3 separate regions of the Mus musculus genome follow, and all the other regions are linked to region 1. Evidence: chromatin contacts called from public ChIA-PET and Micro-C data. All regions are on one chromosome and are shown on one strand. The core of a region is the stretch at or near the end of the contact, and the rest is flanking DNA. Distances in the headings are between cores, read along the strand shown.

Region 1 (2,823 bases), core at 127-2,626:
CTGGCCCAAGATTTATTTATTATTATACAGAAGTACACTGTCGCTGTCTTCAGATGTACCAAAAGAGGGCGTCAGATCTCATTATGGGTGGCTGTGAGTCACTATGTGGTTGCTGGGATTTGAACTTAGGAACTTCAGAAGAGCAGTCAGTGCTCTTACTGAGCCATCTTGCCAGCCCAAGAGCATGGCACACTTTATCTTTTGTAATTTTTTCTTCAGAGGTGATGACCAAACCCAGGGCCTTGCACTTGCTTCCCCCACCTCTCCCCCGCCTTTTTTTTTTTTTTTTAAAGATTTTTAAATTTACTTTATGTATATGAGTACACCATTGTTCTCTTCAGACACACCAGAAGGTGGCATCAGACCCCGTTACAGATGGTTGTGAACCACCTTGTGGTTGCTGGGAATTGAACACAGGACCTCTGGAAGAGCAGGCAGTGCTCTTAACTGCTAAGCCACCTCTCCAGCCCCCTTTTTTCCCTCTTTTTTTTTTTTGTTTTTTTAAAAATTCATGTCATGTATGAGTACACTGTAGTTGTCTTCAGACACACCAGAAGAAGGCATCAGATCCCATTGTAGATGGTTGTGAGCCACCATGTTGCTGGGAATTGAACTCAGGACCTCTGGAAGAGCAGCCAGTGCTCTTAACCTCTGAGCCATCTCTCCAGCCCCCCTTTTCCCACCTCTTAAGACAAAATTTCATACTGAAGCCCAAGATGGATTCGAGCTCACAGCAATCCTCCTGCCCCAGCTTTCCAAAGCTTGGATTACAAGTGTGTGTCACAATGACCTAGCTTCAGAGACTGGATGAGACTGTATGAAACAGTCAAAGCATTACCCTGGGAAGAAATACTGTACACAAGTCTGTTAACCCAAAGCACTGCCTGGGAGGCCCACAGCACAAGTGCTATTTTCTGCAATGAACAAAGCACTCAGCATTTCCTGTAAGGAACCCCGTGACTGGCGCATGACTTACACCACAAAGACCTATCCCCGAACCACTGCTTTGTGAAACCTGAACAGCATCTCAGAGGAAATGCTAGGGTGGAGCCCCTAACAAGCAAGAACAAGACAGCAGACAGCGGGGAAGAGAAGCATCTAAGGAGGACTAACACTGCTCTTGCCAAAGTTCTGAAAAGCAGCTAGCTGTCCGACCCTGACCGTGTGGGTCTCCCAGGAGGGAAGGCCACATAAACAGTCTGGGGGACGGGGGGACGACGACCCGAAAGCAGACAACAGCTAGCACAGCACTCCAACAGATATTTTCTTAGACTGGAAAAAGCTGCCCAAGGGTAGGTAACCTAAGTGCCAGGGTGAGCCTCGTGGTGTACGGGGCAAATGCTGCCTGCCACTTACGGATTCCTGAGTGTGCTCCAAGTTCCACTACAAACTTAGCTTACGCAAGAGACAGAAGGAAGCAGAATGTTGGACAATTCATGTTCTACCACCATCTGCTCCAACAAAAAGTTAGATTCAAAATGTGTAATAATTATTTGCTGTCTGGGTAATCCATCACAGGCCTCGTGGAAGGGTACAGTTTGACAACAAAGTCAGGGCATTTTGAAATAAACATCTCTGCACAAGGATAAACAGAGACCTTGAACACTGAAGCCATATTATATTTCAAGCCAGTCTTTGAACAAACATTTAGCAAAAGATTTTAAAATGATTCCCACCCTACAATAAAGTTCTTCAGTAAACTGAGACCTTGGCATATTATTGAAATTAAAAATTGTATCTTTTTTTTTTTTTTTTTTTTTTTGGTTTTTTTTCGAGACAGGGTTTCTCTGTATAGACCTGGCTGTCCTGGACCTCACTTTGTAGACCAGGCTGGCCTCGAACTCAGAAATCCACCTGCCTCTGACTCCCGAGTGCTGGGATTAAAGGCGTGCGCCACCACGCCCGGCAAAATTGTATCTTAAAGTACGGATTTTTATTACTTTTTATTGGGGTGGTAGCAGGAGGGGTGGGAACCAGACACATGTGCCACAGAGTATAAATAGAGGTCAGAGGGCAGCCTGCAGGAGCTGTTTCTCTCCCTCTACCATGTGTGTCTCAGGCACTAAGGCCATCATCAGGTTGGGAGCAGGCACCTTTACCCACTATGCCATCTTTCAACTACCACAAAAACAGTAGCTCAACAAGCCGCTAACAATAAGAAACTGTACTTGTCATTTAGCACAGAATAAAATGGGTCTTTACTCCTAACTCTATAGGAAAGCTTGTTCTCCCCCCACCCCCTTTTATTAGGGATCTCACTATGGAGGTCAGGCTGACCTCAGATGCATCCTCCTCCTCCTCACTCAAGCTCCCAAATGCTGGGGTTGCATAAGGTGTACGCACACCCCAAATACCCACCTTAGTTTACCCTTTGCTTCTCGGCATTCTCTTCTTCATGCACACATTCGTTACTAGAACATCGAGAGTGAAGAACACTTGGCTACAGTGCCCATCCTATATCTCCTATGATGCCCAGCTGAATATATATTATTCACCTAGAAAGTAAACCTGGTTTAGCTCCCCTGTCAACAGACAATGCCTAAGTATTTTTGAATAAAACCAGATAGAAAACAAGACTCATGTTCTACAGTCTGAAAGTCACCCAGGGGAGGGCTGGCAGCGTCTGTGAGTGCACTGAAGGAATGCCCAAACCTTAACAGTTGAATAACCAGCTGCATAATTAACCTTCATTTACAAAGCCCTACTCTGTGGTCTTACTGCCTAATAAATAAACACTTTATTTATTAATACCTGCAGTATTACTTGTAGTAATAAATGACTCCAGGCAGATGTGTCTTTTAAATCTATCTTACTTATGACTGT
Region 2 (2,823 bases), core at 107-2,606, 300 kb after region 1:
ATGAAAGCCTCTTCAGGAGCTGTCTGGCAAGTGATCATGGCATCCAAGAAGTCATAGAGATAGGGTGTGAGGAACTTGTAAGTTAAGTGGGCATTTTCTGCCAGGACATCAGCTGCCAGGTCAAAATACTCATATTTACAGTAGAGCAGCAGCAGGTTGCCAAAGGTCTCTGGGGGAAAGGGGTTCTGCTGGAGCAGAAACTGGAGCTTTTCAAAGCCCTCTGTGGGCTTGGCATCCATGTTCATCAGAGCCTGGTTGTGGAGGGTTACGGGGTCCAGCTCTTCCTCTGCTCTAGGAGGCATGTCAGTGAGAGTTTCTTGGGCTACCTCAAAGTTTCTCAGCTGATACTCTATGGCTGCCTTGAGGTTGAAAGCTTCAATCAGAGCAGTCTGGTGAAGGACTACAGTGTTGCCAACACTGCGAACATCAATGCCCTCCGTGGTCATGCCCACACCGAGTTCTGGGTGTTGACGGATGCCACGCTCAATGATGTCAGCGATATGCTTCAGAGCAGGCGCGTACTGCCGACTGCTGTAATAGGCCAATGCCAAGTTGTAGGAAAGGTCAGGCTGGTAGCCAGAAGCCTGCAGGGCCGCTAAGAACTTGGAGCAGGCAGCTTCATAGTGTCCCTCCTTGTAGAGCAGACAACCCATGTTGACCAAACCATCTGGGTCATTCTCCCCTCCACTGTCTTCTCCAGCTTCCCCACTCAGCAGCTGCTCCACCAGGCTCCTGGCTCCTGGGAGGTCACCTTCACTGTACTTGATAGCAGCCTGGAGACGAAGGACTCGAGTCTGATAGGCGGGGTTGTCCAGGAGGAAGGTGACCCTGGTGGCTTCTGGATACAGGCAGGCCTTGTACAGCGCCTGGGCCTGGTACAGGCGGTACTGCTCGAGTTCCGGGTGCATCTGGCTCAGCTGCTCATAGCACTCTGCAGCGAGCTCGAACTCCTGCAGGCGGTAGTAGCAGTAGGCCAGCAGCGACAGCCCTGCGCGGCTGCGGGAGCTTCTCTGCAGCTCTGCGCTTAGCAGCTGCACCGCCTCTGAGTAGCGGGAGTCGCGGATGAGCCTGTACACCACCGCTGTGAACTCACCGTCGGGAACTTTAGAGCTGCTTTGCCACGCCATAGCCGCCAAAATTGTAGCGCGTGCTAGTTTCCAAGGAAACTAGGTAACCGGAAACGGAAGTTCATCCAGCGGGTGGCGGTTAGGTCTGAGGTAGAAAGGATCTGTTCCGCATGACTAGGAACCGTTGACATAATCCCTGAATTTTTTTGTTTTGTCTTATAAGATTACAAACTGGGTTGGGACAGAAGTCGGAGAAGGGACAGAAACTTGTTGCAAGTAGTCCAGACATTATACTCCCGGTTTCTCCCGGCATGCAACATTGTTACTTCCCCAATGGGACGTATCCACTTTGCATTCTGGGAGTTGTAGTCTTATTTCACGAGTACTGAAATCTGGGGACTTGGCGTATTGTTTGTGTATTCAATTCAGATAGGAAAAGGTCATAAGACTTTTAGGCCGTTAGTAGGAGTTTTAGACTCCCTTTACTCGTTAGAACGAGTGAGCGTTGCTTGTTTTCTAGCTAGATAGTGTGACCTCTCTGTGGAAGAGCAGTAACCTGATTAGGGCCTGGGGTCCCTGGAGGTTTTTTGAGGCTTGTACTTTTTTTCCCTATTGTATATTTTGAAATCTGCTGAATTATCCGTTAGTGCCGAACTAAGTGTGTACTTCTTAATAGAATAGTACAGTGACCAAGCATTCTGCACCAAGTAGAAAATGATCTACAAATGGCGGGCATTTTGTTTGTTTGTTTGTTTTTGGGTTTTGAACGTCCGTTTATTAAGAATATAGTAAGCAAAGGTAAAATAGTAGGAAATAGCTGATAGAAACATCAGATCGATAATTCAATATAATCAAATTGAAGGCTTACAAATATTAGTTGAAATCAACTAGGGCAGCCATTGAAGAGGTTAGCTAGGATTCCCAATGAGAGTCCTAGGCAGATCAGAGTGTCTAGTTGGGTAACTGTGCTAAGTAAAATCACACAAGCCAAGGAGCAGATAGACAATAGCATCAAATCAGGCTTTCTCCAGAATCGACTAAAGCAGACCTTCTGAAAGAGTCATAGTTGAGTTCCTGACCCAGATTCTCAGCAGAAGCAGCTCTCTGTCACCTCCAAGATGGAGGTAGATAGTGTGATGGTGAGATGGCGGAAACTTTTTAAAATCTCAGTGACATATCTTTTCCAACAATGCCACATCTTCCCCAACAGTGCCACCAGCTGGGGACTAAGTGTTCAAACATCTGAACCTACGAGGGACATTCTCATTCAAACACTACAGAGGCTGAACCATGACAACCAAGAACTAGGTTCCATGAGAAACGGTGAATGGCAAATCATTCTATCTTCATGTCTCCAAGAAACTGTAAAGGCCTGCCAAATGAGGGCACCAAGTGTGTATGAGGAAAGATTGCTGTGTCCCTTTTTTTTTTTTCTATAGAAACAATCAAGTAAATTGGTGTGGGCAGTAGGCTTCTGACTTCCATGACTCAATTGCACTTTCAAACAGATATACAATGACTAGTGGGGTTGGGTATCCCCTAGTTCCTGGTATCACAAGGAAAAGGCTGAAGCAGGTATACATTTGCTCCTATCGTATAATCCTATCATATAACAGCCGATTTTATGTGCGTTCAGCCTTCCCTCATGTGGAGAATTTGCAGCCATGTGACTTCTTGGATGTCATCACACAAGGGGCATTTCTGCAATCAATAAGAAGGAAGGAGCAGATTGCACCCATTTTATGTGTGTGGAGTG
Region 3 (2,823 bases), core at 82-2,581, 280 kb after region 1:
CCGTCCACTAAACCAATCTGAGAATGTGACCTGTAACTCACAGTCTTAATTACAAAGAGGCAACGTGAATAGGTTCATTAATGTGGTGAAGGAGCAGCGACCCTACCTGCCAAGTGGCAAGGTGGGAATAATTAATCTGGTCAATTAAAAGGAAATAGATAATTTAAAATGCAAAGGCATCCATGTGGCGCAATGCATTCTGCTCTCTGGAATTCCAGATTCCTGCCATCAATTCTACTCTTCTTCGTAATTTCCTTCATCTTTTGCTTTTGAAAAATGTGTCAGGCCACACTTGAATCAAATAGAAAACTCCTTCTGTTCTTAAAATTATGACCCGTTTCTGTCTTGTATTCTAAAATATTTATCCATTCTAGCATGTATTCTAGAAATGCACCCCCCACCCCGGGACTACTGAGTCCCCAGCCACACCACAGCAGTGGTCTCCCCCCCCCCCCCCCATCTTGTAGGGCTATTATAGTTTACTTTCCCTTCAAGATTGTTTGCCTATTTTTTTCTGCGGAATTTTCATACTTTAAAATTGCTAGAGTCTGAGCCACCCTGTCTGGCTTATCTAATCCCATTTATGATCCTATAACCTTGAAACTTGCCACAACCTGGCGTGCCAACAGCAGATCCTAAATACATAGGGTGGTGTGTTTGCTTTGTGGAACAGGAAATTAGTCAAACGGTTACTTTTCCGCAAATGTTCATAATTCCTCGTGACATTTACAAGCCCAGGAGTAGTGCTTAGACGCAAAAACAATTTCAGAACACCTCAGGGAGAAGCGAGCGGTTATCAACAGCAAGGCCGCTGCACTTTAGTGTTCGTAAGCGTCCATCAAGGGCTTGGCTGCAGCGCCAAGGAGAATCCACAGGTGCCAACTCTGCCGCCAGCCAGCATGGGTTAATGCGACCTTGCTGTGTGAAGTCCAAAGAGAAAAGAATGTATCAGTGTCTTAATCCTTCTCAGCTGGTGCAAGCCCAGGCCCGGGGCAGACGTTTATACCACTGCCTTTGTGATCACAGTAAAGCTTAAAAAAAAAAAAAAAAAGGGAGCAACATCTGGGGTTTTCAGTCCGCTCAAAGGAAGGCTTTTTATGGTGAGAATCTGAGTTGTTCCAGTCGCTAAAGAAGGGAAATTCTCATCTAAAAGAACAACAAAAACCCAACTCAAACGCTTTGGTGGTAAAGTACAAGGCGATAAGGTCTCTGTTTCCTAGGTGTTAGACTTGGCAAGCCAGACAGCGCCAGGGTGGAGTGGAGATTGCGCTGGCCGAGCTCAGACTCAGTGGTGCAGATTGTCGGCTCTGCAGGAGGCCCGCAGCGGCCATATGTGCGGAGCTGAGTGAGATGGGATAAACAGCTGCTGCCAGGAGTCTGACGCCTGGCAAGCAGGCTGGCCCAAGCCCTCCTGTTTCCAAAATCAAAATCACCAGAGGGATTCCCCTTCCTGCAGTTCCAGCCAGTAGTTTTATAAAACCATAAAGCACCGCTGTATTGTGGTTTGTAATAATCCCTTACATTTGTAAAGCATTTTACAGTTTACTAAGCACTTTACAGACGTTATTTCATTTGAGCCTTCTAACGGCCCTGGAGAGCAGCAAGGCGCAGACACAGCGATTGGCTATCCAAAGATGGAGAAAGGGAGTCCCAGACAAGGATGCCACGAACTGGGTGTGTCACTTTGGCCATTGTCTCCTCACATCTGACCTGGAGCTGCCCATGGATATGCGCTCCACCACCCTCCCCCTACCGCCCCCTTTTGGGAACTTGGAGGTCCAGGAAGTGATCGCAGCTAAAGTTATTGTGTGACTCCATTTGTTTTTCTTTTGTGTAAGCATCAGAGGCTCTGCCCTGGGTCTTTCCTTTTAAGACAGCAGGGGAAGGAAGAAAGTTGGAAGGAGCTAGCAAGGAGTCAAGAGGCGCGGGGCATGCTGGGTGCAGGATCCTAAGTGCAAGGGACTTCAGAGCTGCTGGGTTCTCAAGTCAGCACCGCACTGCAAAGATCAGCAGAGATGACCTTCGCACAGAGGAAATGATTCACTGTCCCTTTGTTCTCCAAGGCTGTCACCAAAGCACACTGCAGAGAAACAGGCCCTTGACCTGGAAATCTCTGGGCTTGCTCTCATGTGTCACCAGACTTACTGAAAAACTCCACAGGGACATGTACTGAGATTCCCCCCTGACCGGTGAACAAACGGAGTGTGAACCCAAGCTTGTTCAAGCCTCTGAGATGGAAGAAGGCATGGTAGACTCTGCAGCTCTTAGCTGCCATGACCCTTCCTAAAGCAATCAGGGGGCGAGGAACGCTACACATTTTGGCTTTAGTGTCTTTACATCAATTGATGCCAGCACAAGACTTGTACCAGGCAAAGTTAAGTAGGCGTGAGGATTTTTTTCAAGGCTGTTGCAGTTGGTGAGAGGCCAGAACTCAGTCTGGATTCAACTCTGCTGAAGCGGGGATAGGATTTTTAAGCAGTGGGGTGAGAAGGAGATTGAGCCGTCTGTTTGTTAAGTGGCTTCAGCCAAAGGAAGCCACCTTCTCATGTCTTCTCAACAGATGGTAGTCCCACTATTTTGATGCCAGGAAAGTTGGGCTCCCCTCCCCACACCACAGAATAGGGTACGGGGTTCAGATGTAAGAAGGATGGTCTCTCCTTTGATGATTGTGTTTCAAGCTGTCACGCCTATGTCCTTGAGAAGACATTCTTGGGTTATAAAAACAAGCAAGAGACTTTAAAAATGATTTAAATTATCCCGTGTCAGGATTTAGAACGGGAGCAAACAAACAAACAGCCCGGGTGACGTTTAGCCATGCTGAGG

Evidence for each region. Hi-C and Micro-C count contacts between places; a contact is called where the count stands out from the background. ChIA-PET counts read pairs in DNA pulled down with a chosen protein or histone mark.
Region 2: an RNA polymerase II ChIA-PET map of effector CD8 T cells shows a contact between it and region 1, with 16 read pairs. The contact joins the promoter of Ttc30a1 here to the enhancer-like site in region 1. A contact is called at or near these places in 4 of 39 promoter capture datasets (cranial neural crest, neural stem cells, pre-B cells and 1 more), 3 of 484 Hi-C or Micro-C datasets (cortical neurons and embryonic stem cells), 6 of 115 datasets of contacts at active chromatin or transcription factors (bone marrow-derived macrophages, effector CD8 T cells and embryonic stem cells) and 3 of 9 other capture datasets (adipose tissue, embryonic stem cells and liver).
Region 3: a Micro-C map of embryonic stem cells shows a contact between it and region 1, with 5 times the contacts expected there. The contact joins two enhancer-like sites. A contact is called at or near these places in 8 of 39 promoter capture datasets (the 3T3-L1 cell line, cranial neural crest, embryonic stem cells and 4 more), 28 of 484 Hi-C or Micro-C datasets (Sertoli cells, Th1 cells, brown adipocytes and 8 more), 12 of 115 datasets of contacts at active chromatin or transcription factors (bone marrow-derived macrophages, embryonic stem cells and epiblast stem cells) and 2 of 9 other capture datasets (embryonic stem cells and liver).

What each region holds. Positions count from the first base shown.
Region 1 is chr2:75,682,130-75,684,952 of GRCm38.p6, forward strand. The region is part of intron 1 of Nfe2l2 (nuclear factor, erythroid derived 2, like 2); the gene reads right to left. Among named protein-coding and RNA genes, the nearest start is that of Nfe2l2, 21 kb to the right of the region's middle. Within about 2 kb of position 1,377, at least 238 of the 459 cell types and tissues checked have an H3K27ac peak or open chromatin away from gene starts, as enhancers often do. A contact at or near this core is called in adipose tissue, bone marrow-derived macrophages, effector CD8 T cells and 4 more, where this site is marked.
Region 2 is chr2:75,980,611-75,983,433 of GRCm38.p6, forward strand. It overlaps Ttc30a1 (tetratricopeptide repeat domain 30A1), which reads right to left and starts at 1,357. Exons shown (of 1, transcript NM_030188.3): 1 at 1-1,357. The coding sequence starts at 1,127.
Region 3 is chr2:75,958,715-75,961,537 of GRCm38.p6, forward strand. No RefSeq gene overlaps it. Among named protein-coding and RNA genes, the nearest start is that of Ttc30a2, 18 kb to the right of the region's middle. Within about 2 kb of position 1,332, at least 111 of the 459 cell types and tissues checked have an H3K27ac peak or open chromatin away from gene starts, as enhancers often do. A contact at or near this core is called in bone marrow-derived macrophages and embryonic stem cells, where this site is marked.